2 separate regions of the Zea mays genome follow, and region 2 is linked to region 1. A link is a contact called in public Hi-C data. All regions are on one chromosome and are shown on one strand. The core of a region is the stretch at or near the end of the contact, and the rest is flanking DNA. Distances in the headings are between cores, read along the strand shown.

Region 1 (6,639 bases), core at 793-3,292:
AAAGTTGATAGTGGTTGACTTAGAATAAATCTGGAACGACAAACTCATGTGGACTGAGGGAGTACCACTTAAGCACGAGATCATATGCATTGAAACTTTAACCATTCAAGTGGCCCACATCTTATACTCTCACATATACTAGTATTTAATATTCTATAGAGGATATAAAGTAATCTATGATACCATGTATTGAGATAGTTATATCTTATATAATTTTGTATGACATGTCAACTTTGATATATATTGTGAGAAGATGCCTTAGAAAACCCTATTCTGTTCGAGGACACGGCAGTGGCCTAGCTAGCCAGCTAGGCAACGTTGGTTTGAATTGATTGAAACACTATTCAATTCTCCATAGCTCTCGTGTTGAACGTACCAATCTTTGCGCGGAATACAAAATGATTGAACCAAACCATTGAGAGAAAAAAAAAATCCGCGTGTCCTTCTCAAACCCACCCCTGATGTCCACCGAATCAACTCTGTGCAAACGCAAAAATGCCAAGTTTTTCTATCTGCTACCGTGTCTGTGTTTGTGTATAAACAACCAATCAGAGAAGGATGAAAGAAGAAAAGCTAGGTGATGACAAGAGGAACGGAAGAAAAGCCAAAAGTAGATAGATCAAGGAGCTCTACATGAGTTTATCTGGTTTTTATTGGAGTCCGGCCTGCCCCGGCCCACATGTCAGGACCTTCAATTCAGGATTCACTTCACTTCACCCGGCCTGCCACCGAAATCCCGTCGCCGGCGTGCCGCCGGAACACCATGGCGCACTCGGGCAGCTCGCCGAGACCCGCGAACATGGCGTCCTCCTCGCCCCCTTCTCCGTCGAACAGCCCGCCGACGTCGCCGAACTCGTCGGGGAGGGGCGCGGGCGGGGCGCCGAAGAACATCGCCCCGTACAGCATCTCGTCCGCCGCCTCGACGTCCGGTGGGGACGCCGAGGAGGTGACGGACACGCCGTCGTAGAGCCACCTGAACTCGTCGTGCACCTCGACGGCCGCCGCGCCGGCCTCGGTCTCGGCCGCAGCAGGCGCGCAGACGACCGTGGCAGCGGCAGCGACGTCGTGGCTGCCGGATGACGGGGACTCCGGCGGGACTGGCTGTGGCTGGGCCGGCTTTGGCTTCGGGGCCTGGCGGTTCTGCGCCCTCGCCGCCGCCATGGCCTCCGAGTGGCTGTGCTCGAACGAGTACGTGACGATCACCTTGTCCGGCTCCGCCCTGCTCCGCTCCACCTGCTTCCTGGCCGGGCACCCCTTGGAGCTGCTGCACCTGTAGTAAGCCCTGGGCACGCCGAAACCGAAACCCAGATCAGCAAAAGTCTACAAGAGAACTAGGGGCAGTCCATGGATGGATGCATGAGTGATTGCTTCTACTACTAGACTTCTACGTCGTGCCGTGGCCCGTGTGTACCTCGGAAAAGGCGAGCCCTTGATGGGCTTCTGGCCGTACTTGCGCCACGCCCACGCGTCCGTCGGCGTGTTGCCCTCGCCGACGCCCTTGGGCCGTGGGCCACTGACGTCCGCCAGCGGCACGGTGACCACCCGCTTGTTCGCCGACCGCCTCCTCCCGGCACCGGTAGCAGCTGGCGACGTGGACGGTGGCGCCGGCGACACCGGCGGTGGCGAACTTGGGCAATCAGCCGACGAAACTCCGCCCGCAGCGCCAGCCTTGCTCTCGTCGCCGCTCCACTCGGCGTCCATTTGCCCGGGCAGCTAGCCCGAGAGAGAGAGAGAGAAATTAAGCGCCGGATCGGAGCAGTTCGATCTTCTCGGCCTGATCCGAATCCGATGTCACCAGCTGCCCCCCCGACCCCGAGGCAGAGGCAGGCGCATCCGCGGGATATAAAAAAGGGAACGGCGGTGCGGTGTGGAAGCGAGCAAAACTAAACTACTACTACCACGACTCCACGAGGCTATGCTATGCATGTAGTACTACTACTACGTCGCGGTGACGGTGGTGTCCCGTCGTCCTCGGTTCGTGCGGTGTGATTGGCGGGGACGACGTGAGGGGTTGTGGGCGCGCACGCTGGCTGAGGCCTGAGGGCTGAGGCTGAGCAAGGCGTGGAGACCGCGCGCGGGGGACGAACTTAAACAAAGAGGAGAGGAGAGACAGCCAGACAAGCTGCTCTCTTGAGAAGACGAGGACGAGCGTGCGACGGCGACGTCTCCCCAACTATCGCCATGTCCATCCATCCATCCATGCCTTTGATGATGGATCGTCGTCGTCCCCTCATCTGTCATCGTTCGTTCGGGATTCGGGAATTAGATGAGAAGTAGCATATGCATTAATTATTAACGTACGCATATCATCATGCATTGGAGTGGTTGGTGCGTGGTTTCGGTTGGAGTCGAGAACCAAACCAGCAGCAGAGCTCGGTTCGCCGTCATGCCCACGCGCGGCAACAGTGCCCTGGAACTGCGACGTGCGTGCATGGCAGTGCAGTGGCCGCTCGTCCCGGACTACGGCGGAGCCCGCCCGGCAGATCCCCATCCATCCCACGCGCGTTTCTATCGAGGGGTTAAACGTTGACAGCTGCACACGCGCGCCGGGCGGAATTCTTCTGCCCGCGCCTACTCCGATAAAAAAGAATCTAGCTAGAGGCGTCGGATATTTCGGCAGACACGTCAGGCTAGGAGACAGGAGTAAAGGCCGTGGTAATTCAGGTCGTGACTTGTCGTCGTATTCGGTTGCTTGGTGAAGAATCAACGATATACGTCGCTACCAGCTTCAGAATTTTACATTGCTTCTTCTTCTTCTTCTAGTAGAGTGAGTCTAGTTTCTATTCTAGATATGATATGTTATGATATGATATCCTGGCCTGGGTCAAATTAACCTTTTGACGCTGTCATATATATTGCTTAGCAGCGGCTTGGTGTGTTCGACACAGATCCAATAATCCAACCGCAGATTCTTTGGATGGAAATAGACATCACGCGTTCCATACATCCACCGCAACACGAAGCCATAGTTTTTTCTTCTTCTTTTGCATTGGCGACTCCTTCGATCGTGCTCTCACGCGATTATTATTCAATTGGGGGTTCAGCTATGGCATCGCAATCCTTCTCGCGCGGCTGCTGAGAGTTGAGTTCTCTGGTGACTTGTTCAACCGATCCAGGGCCTCCAATCATGAGGTGGCAGCTAGCGAGCGGCCGGCGTCACACCAGCTCTGCATCCTCCTCCTCTCGGCTCTCGCACACCGCGCTACGTACCTCTGCTCCCATATAAAAACTCCATCCCCGTTTGACGAAGAGCTCAACCACCGGTTAGTTTATCTGGGCTGGGGATCGGAAGAGAGGGTGTATACGTAGCGCGACTTCATGGCCTGCTCAACTCTTCTCCTATCCTACCCTCTATGGGAACACGCGGGAACAGCTGGTGTTTCGAAATAGAAAAAGGGAAACGGAAAATGGTCATTGTGGCGTATGTTAACCTGATGAATGCAGCATGAATGTCTGTATCACTGTATGGATACCATCAGCGCATGCAGTCTGGACGTATGGATACCATCATACGCTCTCAACCGCTCAAGCCCTCCAGGTGAGGACGTCAAAAACGGGCAACGGTGTCCTAGTTTCAAGTCTGAGCTATTAATTGCTTCGCCCTATCAACTGCTGTGAGCTTTGGTAGATCTATAGAATGAACACATTACACACTTCAGTCCTGTTCTATCGCTAGCAGGCTGTATGTATTCACTACAATGTTGGGCTGTCTGTTTTCTTTCTTCCTTCCTTCCTTCCTTCCTTTCGATGAGCATGTGTGTTTCCACTTTCCACTCCTTTCTTCACGACATGGACACTGGCAAAATTGTTGTTCGCTGATTGCTACCCAAGTGCTGACCATATGGATGATTTCAATTAATCGTGGTACACAGACTAGCTAGAGACCCCATTCAAGTTTGTTTGTGTATTGTATATCAAATTAGGTTTTACTTAGTGCAAAGGGATGGGGATAAATACATATGTTAATCTTTGTAGCTTTCCGACTATCCAACTATGCCAATTTGGGAATCGCTGCCAAAATTCAGTATGCTGTAAACACAAATCACTACTACTATATAAGACTCTAATGTAGACCGCGTGCACCGTGTTCTGCCACAGGTTCTGCTCACCTCCGATCTGACAGATGGACCTCATGTCGTTCAACTCCTTCCTCGCCCACCGCTATGTCACGCATGCAGCACCCACTCCCCCTCCACTGCTCCACATCTCCTCAACTCCATCGTTAGTCCGCCTTCGAATCCTTCGCCGCACCCTTCCGCACGCAGTTCACACCTAGGCCTCCGCCTCTGCGCAGCGTGACCCACCCTTTGCCTCGGAGATCAGCCAAGCGCGACCAGGCCTTTGCCCCCGCACGACGCGCGCCATGCCTTTTGCCTCCGTCATCGGCACCCCCGATTGGATCCTTCCCTCCACGAGCATCCCTCGCTCGTCTCTCGACACACAAATCACCACCTCCTCCTCTACCTTGCCCCAATCGCCGAGGAAGGACGAGGGCTCCCTGACGCAGGACCAGCCCCGTGCTCGTCCACGGCAGCCTACGGGCACCACCTCCGCCATTGCCGTGAAGGAGAACACCGCACCCAAGCCGCACCACCTCCACCGTCGTTGACAAGGAGAACACTGTGTCCAAGCCATCCAAGCCCACGCCTCCGCCGTGCGGTGGTCCACGTCGTCGCTCCCGCAGGCCAGCAAGATCCAAAGCTCGGTGGACTCCTCCAAGGTCGTCTCCACCTTCTGGGCTCCCGTGCTGCTGGGGAGTCGCGCCAGCGGAGGACGGCGACAACGGAGACGGGTGGGCCTCCAGCTCTGCCAGAATCGCAACTCCTTGGTTGCCTTCTTTGCGGCTGACGACCCCTTCGCGCTAGCGAAGGATGGCGATGACAAAGACGACGAGGCCATGCGGTGCCCGCCCAAGGAAGCGGATGTAGACGCCTTACTGAGTGGGGACGTGATAGGCTTGAAGGGGCTGGAATCAGCGCTCCTCCTAAGGTTACAGCATGACCTCGCTAACAGCGCCGGGGATGATGACCTGACTGCCGCAATCGACATCTGGCTGGCGATTGCATTTGATTTGCAAAGAAAACGTGAGTACAGTGGACTGCAGTGGGGGCAAGCAGGGAGATTTACTCTGAAATACGAGGTGCTTTGAGAACACAATAGTTTATATTCCATTTTGCATCTTATAGGTATATACGTATGTTGCTATGAAGTTTTACACTTATCAGGAGATTTGATTTAACAATTGATACACGCTTGCTCTCCTCTTAATAAAAAGAACTTATGGGTTTCTGGTTTGATAAGTCTTATGAGGCTTTGATATCGCAATTTTTAAATAAATCCCACCCAAACCAAAATAAATAAATAACAAAAATAGTTGATGATGCACAGGGCAGTTCATGGCGCTTAAGCAGAGCAGCGATCCATAATTGTCACTGCACTTGTCCTGCATTTGGTACTTGACTTTTTAGAATACAAAAGTAGTGTTGAATATCACCTGTGGAATTGAATGAAATTTGAAAACACTACTCGTTTGACCATAATTGAAATTTGAACAGACAGCGCAGAGTAGCATTGCCAAATTGTTTAAAAGGCATTATAAAATTGAAAGCATGACTATAGACAGATACTTCTTTTATAGAAATCTAATGGCACAGTAGTAACAAGAGAAAAATAAATTATTGAACACACATCCCTAACCTATTATAATGGGGTGTTTTGTTTCTATGGTCTAAATTTTAGCCCTTCCATTTATTTTCTTTTAGTCACTAAATTGCTAAATACACAAACTAAAACTGTATTTTAGTTTTCCGTATTTGGCAGTTTAGTAACTAAAATCGAATAAAATAAAGTGACTAAAAATTAGTCCATGGAAACCAAACACCCTCTAAAGAGCTTAAATCCTTACAATGCCCTTCAGCATTCTGCCCAGTTCCTGTATTTCAACGCCGTTCTAATTTATTTGAAATATGAATGAACGATACAATGATATGCAAAATACTAATTGTTATTTTTTTGTTAGCATCATTAAAAATGTATGTTGTTTATGTACCTTAAAAGATATAGTAAGGTATTTGTGCTGTGTAACGGCTGTCCTCTATTCATATACAAACATAGTTATTTTGTAAACTAAATTGTTCAAAAGGAATCGAGGTTATATGATATACCCATTTTAGAATTTGCATGATTGATATAATTGGCACAATCAGATAAGGACATCATAGAAAGTTTCCCAGTTATATTTATCCACCCCAAGAATTTAAAAACAACAAAGATGCCATACATAAGAAGCAAAAAAACAAGAATATATCAATATACTCACTCGCAAGAAAAAATCGTAGAAACCAGTAAGCATTGCTTGTGTCGCAGTCAGAGAAATCCAAATCCTATTAACACGCGGGCACCTTACTATATATTTTAAGGTATGTAAATATCCAATTTTATTAATGTTAACAAAAGTATAGAATAATAATTATCATTTTTTCATATCAATATATTTTATCATATTGATTCCGTAGCAATGCACGTGCATATTCCTATTTGTATAGCAATGCACGTGCATATACCTATTTGCATATCAATGTATCACAAAGAAGCTGCCACATCAAAAGAAGACCTCCTGTTCCGCGTTTGTGAACATGT
Region 2 (5,776 bases), core at 576-3,075, 170 kb before region 1:
AAGCAAAAAAGTTTAAACAACTGGACTTTTTTTCGTTGCATTTGTCATTTGATTTTTTTTTACTCCAGCTACAGCTTGGCAGTTTGAAGCTAGCTAGCTGCGAGGTATTCATGGAGCAAGGTTCGTAACTGCTGATCGGGTTGTATTATTAGGATCTAATCATGTTGTCCGCCGAGAAAACCGATGGATGAGTTAAATCCCCTCTGTGATTTATGACTAGGAGGAGATTTAATCCCCACTGGTGTAACCTGGATACTTCTCTGTCGCTGTCGGTACATTACCTCCCACCAAAAAAAAATGCACGACCGCTGCAGTATACATCCGTCGGTGTACAGCATGACTTCCATAATGCTGCGGTAGCAGCAGGATGTAGCGTTTTATTTATTGAAGGGAAAAAAAATCAGGACGTAGTATCTACGGTGTAGTCCTGGTGTCTCCCAATACCCTACCTATATATACGCAGTACATGGATTGTGCTCGTATTCTGAGAAGTCGATGCTACCAGACGTCGCCGAGGCTGGCATGGACCAGCGGCAGCTAGGCCGGCGGAATGCGCTCTGATTTTTGCCCGTGGACTGGAAGAGCCTGGCACGCGCGGTCGTAAATTCCGTGACCCAAACCGAATCATGCATGCACACCTGGCTGGCTGCGCGCCTAGCTAGGCGCGCACGCAGATCGCCCGACGCCCGGTGAACCTTCCTTGCGAGTTCGCAGCCCTCCTCCTTGTTCTCACGACTATAGGCGTTTAAACACGCGTCCTTGGATCACCGAAATGGCCGTGTCGCCATGCTCGCTAGGAAGGGAAGGGCAAGGGCGTCTGTTGTTTAGTTAGTCAGAATGCTGTAGAGTGCGTGCGCGTGCACAGCAACTCAGCGAGAGGGTTAGGGCTGGGACGTGCGCGGGTGGCCCCCGCGGTTGGGAGGAGTAAAGCGCCGCCGCGGCAGGTTCCCCCCGCGCCCGCGCGTCATGTGCGCCTGTAGGCTGGAGGCTGGAGCTCGCTCTGGGCGGCGCGGAATGCCGGCCAGCTCACTGGATCAGGTGGGGCCGGGGCCAGGCTGCGTCGGGCACAGAAAAAATGGTTCTTTTTTTTTCTTTTCTTTTCGGAGAGGGGTGGGGCTGCTGTACCGTCGGCGTTTCGGCTTGAAGGAGCTTGAGCTCTCTTCTGACGTCGTTAGTACCTCCTTCCTCCTACCGACATTAATGGAGATACCCTCGCCGTGCCTCTCTCGACGCACTTGCGTTGCGTGGTACATCGCCCGAGATGCGCTGCGCTGCTTTCTGTCGGTAGAAAGCCTTTTTGTTTCTTTTGCGTGGTATACTTGTGTGTCTTTCACTGGGATCATCAGCCTTGCATTGGGCGTACGTGGCCGTGTCCTGGCCTGGCCTGGCCTGGGGAATTCAATGAAGTGACTAGATCCGTACGTCTAAGTTCTAACCCCGGCCGGCCGGTAGTAAAGTTGAGTTCCGCCACCGTCGTCGGTAATCGGGTCCCTCGGCTCGGACCAGGGCATGCAGCAGGGATGACTGATGAGGGAGCGCACATCCACTGGCAGCGGAACGACATGGCCACGTTTCCGCAATTGAATGCGCGGCGGCTCCCAGAGCTTCCGCTTCCAACTTGAGCTCGATCGGTGTGGAGCGCGCGCCCGGCCCACGCCGGCTGGACACTGCGCTGCATGCCACTTATGTGCAGTGCAGGCGGCGACTGTGCGTGCACTCGCTACGCTAGCTCCTCCATCCCTGGATTCCCTGCACACTGCACCACCGCGCTGCCGCCGTCCTCGCCCTGCTCCTGCTGCCTATATATACTGCCGCGTGACTCGCAGGGACGGAGCAGACGTTGGCCGCCCGCCATTGGTCCGCCGATATCTCTTTTTCCCTCTCTCTCCTTTTCTGCTTAAGTTCCCGTCCACGAGAGCAGGTAGTAGTAGCTACTAGTAGCTAGCAAGTCGGCCAGCACGCTCGCTCGCTCGCAGCAGTCGCTAGCCAGACAGCATTGGCGCCGGCCCGCGCGTGCGCGCCATGGAGGAGGCGAGGCAAAGGCGGCGGCTGTGCCTGTGCCTGCTGGTGGCGGCCGTGAGCTGGGCGCTGCTGGCGGCGGTGGCGCGGTGCGACCCGCAGGTGCCGTGCTACTTCATCTTCGGCGACTCGCTGGTGGACAACGGCAACAACAACTACATCGTGTCGCTGGCGCGCGCCAACTACCCGCCCTACGGCATCGACTTCGCCGCCGGCCCGTCGGGGCGCTTCACCAACGGACTCACCACCGTCGATGTCATCGGTAAGCAGCTAATAGCCAGCTGCTAGGCCGGCGGCGGTGTGCATGCGTGGTCGAGCTCGATCGAGCAGGTAGACCGACCTGGGATTTATTAATACGTAGTACGTTACGTACGTACGCGCGTCGGTGGATAGAGACACGTACGCAGGTAGATCTGTACAGGAGCCAGGATAGAGATGGTGACATGCATGGAGAGATCCACTCCCATGTAGAGATGGCAATGGGTAAATACCCACCGGGTATTACTACCCCATACCCATACCCACGACAAAAAAATAACCCCACCGGGTCACCCATATACACTGGTGGGTATGGATTTACCCCCATACCCATACCCACGTGGGTATGGGTCACACATCGGGTCACCCGTACCCACAAAAATTAAACATCTATCAAAATATTATATTATACAAATATCAAGTATATCCATCTAAATACCATTACAAAATTTCTAGCATCATTTAACCATCCATTCAACACACATTGGGTGAATTACATGTTCCATTACATGGTCATTAAATTGTCGTTAAGCCTTCTATGACATAATGACCTAAAAGATTATTAAATAGTAAAAAAGATGGATGACTAAAGTCTAAGTTCATGCTTGGGCTAAGTTTATATTGGGTATTTTATACCCACGGGTTAACGGGTATGGGTGAAGGTGGAACGTTATAATACCCGTTTACCCATTGGGTGAAGATTTTTGCCCAATAACAGACCCACGGGTAGAATATTTAGCCCACATACATACCCTAATGGAGTAAATACCCATCGGGTATCGGGTCGCGGGTACCCATTGCCATCTCTACTCCCATGCATGAGCACACCACCGCCTACTATACGTTCAGTTATGCTTGCTACTATTAGAAAACCCTGCACGAGCCACTCGTGCCTGAATAATAAGCAGACGACGTACGTGTTTCGACAACTTCAATTCGATCGACCAGGACGACAGGTGCGCGTACGTGTTTAGTTTTCTCACCGTGCGCAATTTGCACAACAGCTCAACTTCTGGGTTTCGACAACTTCATCCCGCCGTTCGCCGCAACGAGCGCGGACCAGCTCCTGGGCGGCGCCAACTTCGCCTCCGCCGCCGCCGGCATCCGCGCCGAGACCGGCCAGCAGCTGGTATGTATACACATATCCATACCATATCACTGCCAACACTACGAGCTGAGCTATAGCCAGACGATGCTACCGAATGAATGCAGGGCGGGCGGATCCCGTTCGCGGGGCAGGTGCAGAACTACCAGACGGCGGTGCAGACGCTGGTGAGCATCCTGGGCGACCAGGACACGGCGTCGGACCACCTGAGCCGGTGCATCTTCAGCGTGGGCATGGGCAGCAACGACTACCTCAACAACTACTTCATGCCGGCCTTCTACAACACGGGCAGCCGGTACACCCCGGAGCAGTTCGCCGACTCGCTCATCGCCGACTACCGCCGCCACCTGCGGGTGCTGTACAACTACGGCGCGCGCAAGGTGGTGATGATCGGGGTCGGCCAGGTCGGGTGCAGCCCCAACGAGCTGGCCCGCTACAGCGCCGACGGCGTCACCTGCGTCGACCGCATCGACGACGCCATCCAGATGTTCAACCGCCGCCTCGTCGGCCTCGTCGACGAGTTCAACGCGCTCCCAGGCGCGCACTTCACCTTCATCAACGCATACAACATCTTCGACGACATCCTCGCCAACGCCGCCTCCTACGGTAGGTAGTAGCGATATGATGGTCTATAACTGGATCGGACGACGACGACGAACGATCGATCGCCTTCATCTGATCCTACGTGGCGCGCGTGCGCATGCAGGGTTCACGGTGACCAACGCCGGGTGCTGCGGGGTGGGCAGGAACAACGGGCAGGTGACGTGCCTGCCGTACCAGGCGCCGTGCGCCAACAGGGACCAGCACATCTTCTGGGACGCCTTCCACCCGTCGGAGGCGGCCAACATCATCGTCGGCCGCCGGTCCTACCGCGCCGAGTCGCCCAACGACGTCTACCCGATGGACATCAGCACGCTCGCCTCCATCTGATTCTGATTCTCATCCCTCCATAAATATAAACATAAAAATATATGATATAATCCACCCACCACTGCGCAAAGGCTGCAATATTAAACAGGGCTCCAAGAGGAGGTAGCCGTGCAATTCTTTCCTGTGTACAAGCTCGCGCCTTATCTGTAATTTTTCATGCTTTCATACATTTGCATCGGGTACTTAGAAAATATCCGATCGAATCACTTTTTTTTTCGTTTTCAATTCTCATGCACACCTGAATTCCGCGAAAGATTCCACAAGTACACCACCAGATTTGCAGCTTCATTCAAACCATGCTCTCTCTCTCATGGCCCCATGCCATCTTTTGATTCTTTTCTTGAAGTGTTGGCAAGGCCAGACGTAATGATCAAACAAACACGCACGCGTACCATGTCTGCACTGCACAAAGTAATCACACGAGCCAGGCATCAGGCTGCTTCGGTTATCCATTCGCATTGCTTCGCCTTCACCCCATCTGAATTCTGAAGCCCTATGGACTGAATCCCTTAAGTCACAGCGCACGCTAAGCTGCTATGCCCTCTTGGCTTCCTGTTCAGCCTGCACCAGTTTCAAATGCTTCTCCGTCAGGGAAACCCAAAAAAAAAAAAAACAAGGCGCGTAGCTAAGACGACGAAGAAGAAAGAACTCACAGCTCGGATGATCCTGTCGAGCGCGTCGGGCCCGTGCGTGTCGATGAAGCGCTCGACGGACCTGCGCGCGTCAAGGCTCGTCATCTGCAGCACCCGGCGGTGGCGCTCGCTGTAGCTGGGGCTCACGTAGCTGCCGATCTTGAAGTAGCGCCGGACGTGCGCCTCGTAGATGTAGGCCGCGCCGTTGAAGATGGGCAGCACCAGCCAGCAGCAGAACAGCAGCTTCATGTACGGCCACGGCGGAAACCTGACAAGTAAAAAAAAAAACGGCCGATGAATTCTTGGGGGCTCGCTCTGCCAGCGCGCGGGCGTGTCTACCGGAAGAAGAAGAGAACATATCTAATGCACATGGAAGATTGGTGCACATGGTGCACATATTAAATCATCACCACTTATTTTAGATCTAACGTCTCTAGTTGTTTGGTATATTTTGCTAAAAACACCCTCCAACGTGGTGGTGTGTAGTGGTGGAAGGTGTTATTTACAAATTGAATGATCAACTAGAAACGTTAGATCTAAAATAAGTGGTGATGATTTAATATGTGCACCATGTGCACCAATCTTACATGTGCACCAGATATGTCCTCGAAGAAGAAATGGATCTTACCACTGCAGGACTTTCCAGCATGAGAGCTCGAAGAGGGCGATCAGGGAATACAGGACCCAGTAGGTGAGCCACTGCTGATCGTCCAGGGAAGAAGGGCTCTCTATGGCGCGCATGGACGCGTAGCTGTTAATTTGGAGGGGCGAAAAAAAAAACTCAAAACACGCTACTGTGGAGATAGATTCTGTCTGAGCAAGGAGTGGATTG

What was found. A called contact is a pair of places that touch in the nucleus more often than the background predicts.
Region 2: a contact with region 1 is called in a Hi-C map of ear, with 1.5 times the contacts expected there. The contact joins the promoter of LOC100283607 here to the promoter of LOC100194255 in region 1. A contact is called at or near these places in 4 of 25 Hi-C or Micro-C datasets (ear, endosperm and leaf).

The regions. Positions count from the first base shown.
Region 1 is chr3:206,254,627-206,261,265 of Zm-B73-REFERENCE-NAM-5.0, reverse strand. LOC100194255 reads right to left here and starts at 2,042. Exons shown (of 2, transcript NM_001139296.1): 1 at 1,412-2,042; 2 at 498-1,282. The coding sequence starts at 1,701. The coding sequence ends at 709.
Region 2 is chr3:206,429,897-206,435,672 of Zm-B73-REFERENCE-NAM-5.0, reverse strand. LOC100283607 (anther-specific proline-rich protein APG) reads left to right here and starts at 1,825. Exons shown (of 4, transcript NM_001156508.2): 1 at 1,825-2,281; 2 at 3,282-3,406; 3 at 3,490-3,988; 4 at 4,089-4,622. The coding sequence starts at 2,023. The coding sequence ends at 4,312. It overlaps LOC103651242 (HVA22-like protein f), which reads right to left. Exons shown (of 5, transcript XM_020550483.3): 3 at 5,573-5,695; 4 at 4,966-5,212; 5 at 4,353-4,873. The coding sequence ends at 4,847. It also overlaps a transcript of LOC100277713 not described here.